Regions from separate parts of the Mus musculus genome. Here all the other regions are linked to region 1. Evidence: chromatin contacts called from public Hi-C and promoter capture Hi-C data. All regions are on one chromosome and are shown on one strand. The core of a region is the stretch at or near the end of the contact, and the rest is flanking DNA. Distances in the headings are between cores, read along the strand shown. Region 1 holds the start of Mrpl57 (mitochondrial ribosomal protein L57). Region 2 holds the start of Cab39l (calcium binding protein 39-like). Region 3 holds the start of Phf11b (PHD finger protein 11B). Region 4 holds the start of Mphosph8 (M-phase phosphoprotein 8).

Region 1 (2,995 bases), core at 319-2,818:
AGCATATTTTAATTCCCTAAAATAAGAACAGTTACAAAAAAAAAGCTACAACAGTAAGTGATGTCTGTTACGAATTAAATAGAAAATACATATACTCTTTTTACTTTTCTGTATTTGAAATTTCCTACAGTACATGTTACTTTTATAGTCTCCAAAACATTTCCAAATGGAGAGTTAGTTATAAGTAAGAGGAATCTGTGTCTACGGGGTGCAATTTTTGCTTTGTTTCTGTTTTTCAAAACAGGGGTTTCCTGTATATCCCTGGATGTCCTGGAACTCGATTTGTAGATCAAGCTGGCCTCAAACTCAGAGATCTGCCAGCCTATGCCTTCTAGAGTGCTGGGATTAAAGGCAAGTGCCACTACATTCGACCTACTGGGTGCGAGACAGATTACATTTATGACATTTTATGATAATCTCAAAATCTGAACTACTTTTGCATCGATTTTTTTTCTTTTTTTTCTTTCTTTCTTTTTTTTTTTTTTTTTGGACAGGGTCTCACTAAGCCTGGTTGATTGGTCAGGTGCTAGCCTGGAACTCGCAAAAATCTACCTCCTTCAGCTTCTTGAGTGTTGGGATTCATGGCGGACGCCACTCCGTGACCTTGCAACTTTTTAAAAAAATCTCAGGCTGGGCTTGGTGGCGCACACCTTTAATCCCAGCACTCGGGAGGCAGAGGCAGGCGGATTTCCGAGTTCGAGGCCAGCCTGGTCTACAAAGTGAGGTCCAGGACAGCCAGGGCTACACAGAGAAACCCTGTCTCGAAAAAAAAAAAAAAGAAAAAAGAAAAAAGAAAAAAATCTCTAGTACAAGTTAGAAATGATGTTTAATTTTATTATTAAAAAATAAAACAAGAGGCGGGAGAGATGGCTCAGTGGCTAAGAATACTGGCTCCAATTCTGGAGGTCCTAAGTTCAATTCCCAGCAACTACAAGGTGGCTCACGACCATGTATAATGGGATCTGCTGCCCTTTTCTGTCGTGCCTGCATCCACGCAAATAGAGCATTCATATACATATATAAACAAATCTTAAAACAAACAAAAAAACAGCAGTGCCGAGTATTTGTACTTCAAATAGAGTGTTAGTGGAGAAAATGCAGATGCTTGCTTCAATAGGGGCCCATTCGAGTGAGACGAAATGACTTTACACGTACAGAAAACAGGGTTTTAGTGCGTCTTAATACAGTTGCCACTGGATGTTGTTAACAAACACCCAACCACCCGCTCGCCTGCGGCCACAAGGAGAATTTGTCCGCACAGTTTCCATCACAGATCAGCTACGCCCCTTGGACGACACCGCCCGCTGAGAACCGCACTCTCCCGCCCGCGCCCACTCACCGCTGTCCTCGCCGTCCAGCGCTCTCAGCAGCCGGGCCGTCTCGCTGTCCAGCGTGGTGGCCAGACCCCGCAGCTTACAGTGGAAACTCTGGATGGGGTTCATGCTGAGGGCCGCCGAGCCGACTGCTGACCTCCAGTCCCCTCGAACGAACGCGCTACACATTTGAATCCTGCGCAGGCGCAGAAGGCGTCTCTCGCGAGAGCGGAACTCTAGCATCAGGGCCCCAGAGAGACCGGAAGCAGCGCGCCGCCGCATCGGTCGGGGGACGCGGAGCGCCGAGGGGAGCGTGTCCCGGGCCGGTTGGTACGCGAGGTGGGTTTTCGGGGAGCCCCCACCCCCATATCCTGCAGTGTAGTCGGCTCCCGGCCACTCACTTCCGGCGAGAGGCCGAGCGTGCTCTGGATTCGGCCGCGGGATGTGGGCGCAAGCTTGGCACGCCGGTTGCTCGCTTCCCGGGTCCGGGGCTCAGCGACCGCGGCTTTCGTGTCATTTCCTCAGGAGGCACCATGTTCCTCACCGCTGTCCTCCTCCGCGGCCGCATTCCGGGCAGGCAGTGGATCGGGAAGCACCGGCGGCCGCGTACCGTGTCTTTCCAAGCGAAGGAGAGCATGATCCGTCGCCTGGAGGTGGAGGCCGAGAACCACTACTGGCTCAGCATGCCCTACATGACAGCAGAGCAGGAGTGCGGCCACGCCGCGGAGCGACGGGCCCAGGCTTTTGAAGCCATCAAGGCAGCGGCCACTTCCAAGTTCCCTAAGCATAGATACATTGCAGACCAGCTAGACCATCTCAACATCTCGAAGAAATGGTCCTAACCCTTCAAGATTATGGATACCGGACTGCTCTATCCTTACTTGGTCCTGGAGCTGAGAAAATGTAATTTATGTACCAGTGTGACCCCTTCGACCAGTATCTTATTAAAGCAAACATGATTGATTAATAGTTGTCTCATACGGAATACTTGGGACCCTACCTAGGCGTTTGTTTCACACCTGTAATCCCAACATTAAGAGGTGGAGGCAGGAAAATCTTTGCTGATGTAGTTAGTAAGACCTAGACTCAGAAGGCCAAAAGAGACTGTTTGAGGCTCCATATGTGCATAATCGGTCTATTTTCAGGGTTGTTTTTTATTTTTTCTGGCCTAAAGCTTGCAGCAGCCCTCCCTGTGCCTAGCTACTGGAATTACAGGCATGGTTCCCTGCCCTTCTGTAAAATGTGGGGTTTTTTTTTTTTTTGTTTGTCTCACTATATAGCCATAGAACTTGCTGTATAGGCTAGGCTGGCCTTGACCTCCGAGATCTACTGGCCTCTGCCTCCCAAGTGCTGTGACTAAAGGCAAGTGCCACCATACCTTGCACCTTTTAGATTTAAATGCTGTAAAACTACAAACTGATGAGTCTTAAGGCTGAGGTACTTGGCTAGAGCTTTGTTGTACAAGGGGTGTTTTCTTACTTTCTGTCTAGGATAGCCATTCTCAACCTGTTGGGCATGACCCCTTGTGGTGGTTGCAGAACCCTTTCATGAGGCTGAGTATCAGAGATTTGTATTATGATAACAGCAAAATTACAGTTGTGAAGTAACAATGAAAATAATGTTATGGTTGGAGTCACCACAACATGAGGAACTGTATTAAAGAGTGTAAGGGAGGTTGAGAA
Region 2 (2,995 bases), core at 364-2,863, 1.6 Mb after region 1:
TTTGCACAAACAAGGCACGTATTCTGACTGGGCTATGGTTCCAGCCCAGAATATGCTTGACATATACCACTAACTGTGATATGCTTCAGAACACCAAAATGTTCTTAGAAACTTGAAAATCTGTTAGCCAAAAAGAAGTATGTATCACATTGGCAATGAGACTCACCAGAAATGCAAACTGTTAAAAGGGAAACATAAGCTATACACTGTACTTCAGCCAGGCAACCTTTCCACTGTAAAATTAATACTACAGATATCCAAGTGCCACAAAGAGACATTGCCAAGCTGCCTTCCACCTTAGATTCTAGTAACTTCCACCTCAGTACACTCACTCAGCCTGACACCTCAGGAAAGGGCAGGTGGGGACAGGAGGACCAGTAGCTCAAAGCCATCCTGGTCTACTAGGCTGGACTTCCACATAGCAAACAGCAACTAAAGAAAAAGCTCTCACCAGTGTAGCTTGGAAGCTAATTTACAAAAGAAAAAAAATTGCCAAAAAAAGTTAAGGAAATTTAAAGCTTATCTTCCAAAGACAACACTAATATTTCACTGTTAGTGTACTTTTTATTTGTTTGTATGTTTTGTATTTTGAGACAACGTTTCTCTGGGTAACCCTGGCTTTCCGGGAACTCAATCCGGAGAGAACTCAAGAGATCCGCTAGTCTCTGCCTCCCCAGCCACCATCTCCCAGCTTGCCAGGAGAATTTTATTTAAATTTGGTTCTTTGCCAGTCTCAAACTTTCATCTGGCCAAACATACAGGCAACTTCATTTAGATCTAAGTTTCCTTTTTACTTGGAGGAAAAAGAAACTAAAAAAACTAAGATACCACTATCTCGTTGGTTCTTTGATAGGCATGACATAATCGGAGCGTAAGTCAGGGTCAGGCACATTTTTAACGTGTTCGTATGTTAAACAACACAACAATGGCAAAACGCCTTCTGGTGAAGAATAGAAACCTATCCTATCGTATGTGGTAGGGTATTTGGAAGAGCTAATGGTCTGTTTACCAAATCTAAGACTAAACATAAATTAATCCTCCACTTTGGTTTTCTTCACTAACATGCAAAGAACCATGTTACTACATGCCAATCATATGATCTGTCAATCATATCCCTTTCTGCAGTGACTTTATTGATCTTGGACTGTTGAGTAGTGAGTCAGTCCGTCGCTCCGAAGATACCAATCAAGTTCAACTGATAAATAATTTCATTTGTTCATGGCCAGTGTAACCTTACCTGTGGAATGGACCAGTGTCCTGAAGATCTTGTCTGTGCTCCGCTGTCTACAGCCCATGATAGCCAAATTACTCAGAAATCACCAGCCACGAAAGTGAGCGCCGCAAGACGGTGGGGGAAACGCGACTGAGAGCCCCGGCCACCCCCGCTACTGAGACAGCGGGTTGAGGCGGCCTGGCACCCCGCGCGCCTTGCACTGTCCGCACCAGAGTCTGCAGTCCCGAGGCGGCTTCACCTCAGCGGGGGAGACATCAGCCCCAAGGGAGCTCCACACAGTTTCCGCGGCCCCGCGGCGCCGGCCGGAGCGCGCGGCCTCCTGATTGGTCGGCGACTCTCTCGGTTTGTCTCGCGCGGACTGCTACGGCCAATCGGGTTCTCGGCAGCCAAGTGAGGCACTTCGCTGGAGTGGTGGCGCAGCGCTCTCTGCCCGCGGTAGGTGTGTGGCTGCGGCGAGCCTTTTCCGGCTCTGGGAGTGTGTGTGTGGAAGGAGAGTCCTCGGGGTGACAGGAGTGTTGGGAGTGAAGGGGCGACTTAACTAGCAGGGGATTCTTCTCGCCCGCCCGGAGTCTCCTCCCTGTGTTTGGGAGGCAGGCGTGGTGGTGGTGGCGGTGGCGGTGGCCCCGGCTTGGCTTTGCTGGTCATTAGAGTCTGGCGCAGGCTTTGCTTTCCTGTCTTAACCCTGATCCCTTGGTTTCCGAGAGTTGCTCAGCAGTGTTTGTGGCGCGAAGATTCCCACCGCCGACCCCTGTCATGATTAAAGGAGGCTGGCTGTAGGATTCAACACGGGAAAGCCAGTCGTGGAAGGGAGAGGGGGCTGTCTCGACCACTGGCCTCCGGGTCGATAGAGAACTTTTCTTTTTTGTCAATTGCCAGGGGCCAACTGCGGAGCCTTTGCCCTTCTCGAGAGTTCATCCTTTGACATACATGGACAGCAGGTTGTGTGAGAGTAGTTTTATTCATAAGCATGCCGCCAGCATTCATTCAATGACGTTAGAAAAAAAGAGAGAAATAAAATAAAATAAAAAGGAGAAACGGGAAGTAAACTAGTGTTTGTCATGCTCCAAATTCACTTCATGCTAGGTATACATGTAGCTCAGGCAGACCGGATCTTTCTGCCACAGGAGCGCCACACCCTTACCCCAGTTTCAAAGGTGCTGATTTTTTTTTTTTTTTGTAAATTTCTCTTTACATATTTTTAACATTATAAACTTGATTTTAAAAAAAAGTTTGCAAAAAAAAAAAAGAAAGAAAAACACATCAAAATTAACCAAACCCCAAAACAATACAACTCAAATGAATACATCTATGCAATTAAAGTTGACTTTTGGAAACGAAATTGTGAAGCTTCACATTAAATTTAACACATGTCGAATATGTTTTCTGCACCTAGTCAAAACCAACCAAACAAGAAAGCCATGACAGCTTTGTACATTTCTGGGTCTGCGATGCTATGCGGGCTGGCTTTATGGAACAGGGTATTATTTAAGGAGGGTGTTGGAGTTTGGGAAGAGCAAGACACTGTACTTTCCTCTTTCCAGTTTTCTCTTGGGGAAAAAAAAGTAGAAAAGGAAGTAGAAAGCATTCTTTTTTTTTTTATTATTTGAAAGAAGCTGCCAGATCTGAAAATCTAGCCTGTTAGAGACAAATATTTTGTGATTCACTTATAACAGTTTTGATAAACTTAACACCAGTATCTTCACTTTTTATTTTATTTCAAGGTTGAATAACTTAAGTTATTCAAGGTTAATTGGTTTGTTT
Region 3 (2,995 bases), core at 285-2,784, 1.5 Mb after region 1:
GGCCCCTTACAATGACGTAGTGGTTAGCCACACACACACACACACACACACACACACACAAACACACACACACACACACAAACACACACACACACACTACAGGTTCAGCATTATCTAGAGATTATATTGAGTCCAGATGGAGAAAAGACCAAAGGAAGTTTTGAGAAACACAAGGTAAAGAATGTCAGCAAGGCAGGAGCAAGATGAAGATCACATTAAATGTAGCAGAAGTCTAGAGCAGAGGATTGATATATAGTGATGTCAATTTTATACAACTTTCCCTGAGGAAGTTTTAAGCTTAATGTAATCTCAATGGACAAACATACATACATATATATGTATATACATACATACATACACATATACATACATACGAGAAAATAGAACAACGGTTCAGTAAACAGGAGCTCTTATGCATTTTGCAGAGGGCCCTGGCTCAGTTCCTACCACCTACATGGTGAGATATAACCAAGTCTAATTCTCCATCCAGGGAGAATCCTATGCTGCCTTCTCCATACAACACAGCATCAAGAACACATGTGATATACAGATATTTATGTAGGCAAGACAGTCGTACACAAAATAAAGCTCAAGAATATACTAGTTGCAGGATAGTTAGAGGCTGAAATAAATCACTACTCAACTCCAAATTTGGCTGTAGACATCTCTACCAAGTGGGTGAGGATAATGGATCCTTGGGTTGTTTCAGGGATGGAAGGATGATGCTTTTGTTGCAAATGGTGGCTTCCCTTGAGCAGTGATCACTGCTATCCCTGTTGCTTGAAAGGTCTGAAAAGGTTTAGCATTAGTGCTTTCCTATTGTGTCTGTATTTCCTGCTTTGACATTTTGGGCCAGGTTACTCCTGGAGAGAAAGGATTGGGGCAGAGCTGTACTAGCCTGACAACACCAGTGTTCAAGTTACCCCTGCTGTCCTCCGTGCATTGATTCTGCTTCTTTACCCCAATAAGATTTCCTTTGCATTCTTGAGATCATCATTTTCTAAGATGGATCCGGAACCCTTGGGCCACAAACCTGACAAAAGCCTGGATTGTGATTCTCTCATGATAGGAAAAAAACATCTCAAGGAGATTGCCACCACGGGATGATCCCTAAAACATCAGCCTGCACAACACAAATGTTTCAGATACTGAAGGCTACTCGCAACACACAACCCTAATCTGTTTCTCTGTATTCTCCAATTGTCCTCAAAGACTGGGGCATCCGTTCCAGGTTTCCAGCATCCACAATAGAGTCTACCTTCCCTTCCCAACAGCATGTCTTGAGTATTAATTTTACAATGTAGAGCCCCCAGTCCTATGAAGCAAGGACAGAATAGCTTTTAGCTTCCCGAGGTCCCCAGTGCCTACAGATTTCCCAGATGCTGTAAGCCCCACCCCACCCTCAGCAGTGTCCTGCAGTCTCCCTGGGGAGAAGTGATGGTGGGACCTTCCTGGCGCCCTGAACCTTAGAACTCACCATTGGGAACTGGGTTAGAGCACCCTGGCTTCTCTTGGTCCATGGCTGGGTGTTGTCTTGCAGTCCTTGAAGTGCCTCTGCAAGGTTCTAGTTTCTAGTTTCTTTTTCTCTAAATGTGGGTGGAGACTACAAACAGCAATCTGAGAGGAAGTGCAAGTTGAGGGCAGTGTGCTGGCACATTTTCCACTCTGAGAAGTCATTTTGAAAGTGCTCTAAAAGTGATGTAATGAAACCCAAGGTCCAAAATAAGTCAGGGGAGGAAAGGCTCCATTTGAGCTATGTGGGCCTGTGGACCATGAGAGGTAGCCTGGTCCTTGGTTGAGCCAAGGCTAGAAGACCTAGAGACCCTGAAGGGTCTATAGAAGCTTTACCTGCTCCTGGGCACCAGGCTCCTATCACTAGCCACAGCCCCCTATACATTTATGGCCATCAGTCACATAGGGAAATACACCAAGCGCCTATAATTTAGAAAAAACAAAAAACAAAACAGTGACCTGTGGTCATATAGGCGTACAACAGATCTCCATGCTAATGAGGTACCTAGAGGCCTTGAGGACATAGCCAATAAGCTTTCCTTCCCAGGTATTCCTCCCTGCAAAAGATGTTTCATCTCAGGCCACCCTGAGAAGTGGGGTATGGTTTTACACACCCCGTTTGCACCATGGCAATAAATGACTCAGAACCATAGACTGACTCTTTTCATCGGGATCTGCCTTAGGGAGTCATGGAGAACTCCTTTGCCTACAGAGCCACTTTCTAATCTCTCATAGAAGGTCTCCTTCTGCTCCCAGACATAACCTCCTCTAAGCCAACCACCTTCAAGCCAAGGACTCTTCCTGTGGGACCACCTGGAGCTCCCCACATTTTTCCCCTAGGTCCCAGGCTAGATCTAGCCCATGGTCCCAGATTCCATTCTCAGCTCTCCTTGAACTGCCAGCAGCGCCTGGGTGTCCACACCCTGGGAACTCCACCACACCAGCAAATTCCCAGGCCCGGGCACTCCTGAACCAGCTCCAGCTGTCTCTTACCTTAGACTGCCTTTTCCCACCCCGAGTCATGTCCCTAAGGCCCAACACCCGCAGGGCCACTGCGTGAGGCAAGCCCAATCAAACTTCTCAAGTTCTGTCTCCCCAAGCTGCTGTCTGGCCCTGTGGTAGGTCGGACATGGGACCTACAACACTACAGGACTACAAGTTGCAGTCATCATCCAGAGAACAAGGAAGAAAGCAGGAGCAGGGAGGCTTTCTGGCTGTTTCCCTGGCTCTCTAGACCTGCTGTGCAGTACAGTCCACAACCACCTGCCCCATGCTGCTGCTGCTGTACATAAAGGACTGTGCCTTCCTCCACCAATGAGCAGTCAGGAAAATACCACACAGGCCACTCTGATGGAGGCAAATATGGAGAAGGGTCCTCTTCCCAGTTGTGTGACGTCCACAACCACAATAACCATCAAACAGCTGGAGAAAAACCACACCAGATACCCCAACAGTGCCTGTGCTTAACTAAGGAACTGTAAGG
Region 4 (2,995 bases), core at 140-2,639, 1.2 Mb before region 1:
TCAGGCAGATACAAGAGGTACACAGCGAAGATAGTCAGAATTATTTCTAAGCATATACACCAGTGTTGTTCTTTTCAAATAGTTGTTATTCAGGGTCCTCTTGCCTACCTACCAGCAGAGTTAGGCTTTTCCTCACAAGGGCACAGGGGATTTAATGGCAAACTAGGACTTAATGATAGGTGTGACTTGGGGCTCAGCCATTGAGCTGCCCCTTAGAGGCTTTTTTTTTTTTTTTTTTTTTAATAAGGTGGATAGGCTTAATGGCTGGTTGTAAGTTAGGGTTGTCTCCTTTTGTTGTGGAAATGGAGTCTAATTGGAGGTCAATCTTAGTGCACTAACGTTAACAGAAACTTTCTCAGCAACCCAAAACTTCAATGTTGGCACAAAAATGTCTTTCCTAGAGTTTGTAATAAGCCTGGTAATTCTCTTCCAATCATATCGCAGGCTCGCTTCCTAGTGACTCCTTTGTAGCATCAATATTACTCGTTTCTCTTGCATCAACCCCGCACCTGCTTCTGATATTTTCAATTCAATAAGAAGCAAGGGAACTTGGGAACAAACACATAGGTGGTTTTGGCTTGGTTTATCAGGTGTGAATGATCCAATTAATTAAGTATAGCCCAAATGGGGCCAAGCCAGGCAACCTGGGCTCTATCTTTTGAAGGAGAGAACCAACTTTTACTCAGCTACTAGGACCAAGCCTCCAACCATCACCTGCCAGACAAACGCCCTATCACTGAACTACTTTCAAAGCCCAACAAGTAAATCCCATAAATTATTACTTGATACAGTGTCTTGCTGTAAAGATTGGCCTTTCTCCTGACAGAAGAGAATACATATTGGGGGAATTCTCTCGCTATGTATGCCCTTGGAAATTAAACTCAGGTCCTCATATTTGGCGACCAGGGCCGTAATCTGCTGAACCACCTCCGGGTCCCTATTCTCTATCTATAAACGCTACTCACTAAAATGAAATATCCCTATAGGCTATATGTAATTGATTCGACCGCAGACGCCATATAAGCCAGCCAAAACCATACGAAAGGATTCCTGGGCAGCCATTCCGCACAGGCGGGTCTCGCTAACACTGGGGGTCCCTTTCCCAGAATCCTCATGGTCTCCTTCCGACAATCCAAACAACAGGTCTCCTCAGGCAGCGGGCGTCACCGGAGTTTGGGAGGTGAGGTGCTAGGACCGCCCCTCGCAGTCTCCCCAGGGGAGCCCTTCCGCTCTTCCCTGAGGCAGCGTTCTTCCTCAGAGTCCGTCGACCCGCCCATCCACTTCCCGTGAACTCCCCAGGGAGCCGGGGAGCGCGCCTTTGCGTGATTGGCCGTTCTGTGTGTCAATCCAGAGCTCGGCGCCCACAATTGGCTGGCTTGCCTCACGGTCGAGTCACGCCGCTGGAGCGGATTAGGGCGGAGCGGCAGGCGCGCGGTGCTGTCCCGCTGTGGGTCGCCGGCGGTTTTTCGCGTTGGTTTTGCACTGCGTCTGTGATGGCGGCGGCGGCTGAGGAGGGCATGAGTGCGGCCGCTCTAGTTATGTCAGTTCCCGACAGCATTGGCCGTTCTCCCGAGTCCGAAGGAGTTGGAGCAGGGGACGAAGAGAAGGACGCAGCCACCAAAGGAACGGTGGCCGTTGGGGACAGCGAGGAGGATGGGGAGGACGTTTTCGAGGTGGAGAGGATCCTGGACATGAAGTGCGAGGGAGTATGTGGGGGCTGAGCGGCCGGACAGGGAGTCTCCGGGGCGGGGACGGCGGGTTGGGAGAATCCGAGTGGGACGCCGAACAGCCTGGAACAGCTTGGGAGGACGGTGGCGGTCCGTAGGCGCAGACTGACATCCTGGAGAGGACCCTGGCCGCAGTCGGTGGAGGATGGATGCTTAGGGAAGTTCTAAGTGTTGTTTTGGCAGAAGAGACGAAGCGGTGACATGGAATGTTGAGAATCGTAGGATGCAAGGCAGCTGGTGGGAGACTTCTGTGGCCTTCAGCATTCGGGTATACGGTTAGGGCCATGGCTTTCCGTTAGGAAAGACTGGAGGATTCTCTACACCGTTGTCCCAATGTTTTCTAAAAGTAGAAAATGCTCCTTGGCTTAAATTCAGGAAATCCCATTCACACCGAGTGCCCGGGACAGTAAAGGTTTCCCAACCCAAAGTGTCCCTTTTCTGCGCGTTTTATGAGTGTAACTCAAGAGATTTAGAGTAAGCTTGAAAGGACAATCTTCGCACATCGTGCTTGAACACTTAACATCCTCCTTGCTGCGAATGTCGTCCCCGGGAGAAATTCTTAGTCTGTATTTCCAAGGCTTGGGATCCATCTGTTTGTGATACCTTTTCTCCCCTCTCTTCCCTTACCCGAGCTCTGCAGAAAAAGGTGCTTTCTCAGTTCTGTCCTTACTCTCTTACCTCTATTTAAGTCATTGTCTTTTATCTCTGTATTTGTCTTTTCTGCTCTAGATTGTGGGCTCCTTTAATCAGGGGATGTGGTTTATAATAATGCTTGAATCACGGACACTTAGTCCAGTAACAGCAAAGGCTGATTTTGTTGTTGCCGTTATCTGATACCGTGTACTGGACCCAGGGTTTCATGAATGCAAGGCAAGAGCTTTACCACAGAGATCTATCTCACGGCTGTGGGATTATTGAATGAGTAAACGAAATGGGAATTTGGAGAAAGGAGAAGATAAGGGCTGTAGATAGGAATCGTGCCTATACGATGGTTTTGTTTCTGTTGTATTTTCTGTCATTTGTTATCTGCCATATGCCAACTTTCATCTTAATTTTTAATCCATTGACAAACTTTTTTTTTTAATGGACTGCTGTTTACCCTGTGCCATGTTGGCTTGATGGTAGACATTTCTTTAAAGTGGTGCTTTTCTCTGAGAACTCCTGTTTTGTTTTGTTTTGTTTTTGAGACAAGATTTCTCTGTTTAGACCAGGCTGGCCTTAAAACTCAAAAATGTGCCTGCATCTGCCTCCTGGATGCTGGGATTAAA

Evidence for each region. Promoter capture Hi-C pulls out the DNA fragments that hold promoters and counts their contacts. A called contact is a pair of places that touch in the nucleus more often than the background predicts. Capture Hi-C pulls out chosen DNA fragments and counts their contacts.
Region 2: a contact with region 1 is called in a promoter capture Hi-C map of adipose tissue, with 3 times the contacts expected there. The contact joins the promoter of Cab39l here to the promoter of Mrpl57 in region 1. A contact is called at or near these places in 7 of 39 promoter capture datasets (the 3T3-L1 cell line, hippocampal neurons, liver and 2 more), 1 of 484 Hi-C or Micro-C datasets (B cells), 5 of 115 datasets of contacts at active chromatin or transcription factors (astrocytes, embryonic stem cells, large pre-B cells and 1 more) and 1 of 9 other capture datasets (adipose tissue).
Region 3: a contact with region 1 is called in a Hi-C map of B cells, with 5 read pairs. The contact joins the promoter of Phf11b here to the promoter of Mrpl57 in region 1. A contact is called at or near these places in 2 of 39 promoter capture datasets (hippocampal neurons and liver) and 1 of 484 Hi-C or Micro-C datasets (B cells).
Region 4: a contact with region 1 is called in a promoter capture Hi-C map of pre-B cells, with 2.8 times the contacts expected there. The contact joins the promoter of Mphosph8 here to the promoter of Mrpl57 in region 1. A contact is called at or near these places in 4 of 39 promoter capture datasets (the HPC-7 cell line, cranial neural crest, liver and 1 more) and 1 of 115 datasets of contacts at active chromatin or transcription factors (astrocytes).

Annotation. Positions count from the first base shown.
Region 1 is chr14:57,824,671-57,827,665 of GRCm38.p6, forward strand. Mrpl57 (mitochondrial ribosomal protein L57) reads left to right here and starts at 1,569. Exons shown (of 2, transcript NM_026401.2): 1 at 1,569-1,652; 2 at 1,839-2,995. The coding sequence starts at 1,847. The coding sequence ends at 2,155. Ska3 (spindle and kinetochore associated complex subunit 3) reads right to left here and starts at 1,493. Exons shown (of 9, transcript NM_198605.3): 1 at 1,340-1,493. The coding sequence starts at 1,442.
Region 2 is chr14:59,439,350-59,442,344 of GRCm38.p6, forward strand. It overlaps Cab39l (calcium binding protein 39-like), which reads left to right and starts at 1,614. Exons shown (of 11, transcript NM_026908.4): 1 at 1,614-1,669. Gm45935 (predicted gene, 45935) reads right to left here and starts at 1,531. Exons shown (of 24, transcript NM_001320725.1): 1 at 1,238-1,531. It overlaps Setdb2 (SET domain, bifurcated 2), which reads right to left and starts at 1,531. Exons shown (of 14, transcript NM_001320720.1): 1 at 1,238-1,531.
Region 3 is chr14:59,339,796-59,342,790 of GRCm38.p6, forward strand. Phf11b (PHD finger protein 11B) reads right to left here and starts at 1,535. Exons shown (of 9, transcript NM_001164327.1): 1 at 1,478-1,535. The coding sequence starts at 1,520.
Region 4 is chr14:56,666,859-56,669,853 of GRCm38.p6, forward strand. It overlaps Mphosph8 (M-phase phosphoprotein 8), which reads left to right and starts at 1,390. Exons shown (of 14, transcript NM_023773.2): 1 at 1,390-1,706. The coding sequence starts at 1,494. It also overlaps the pseudogene Gm4032.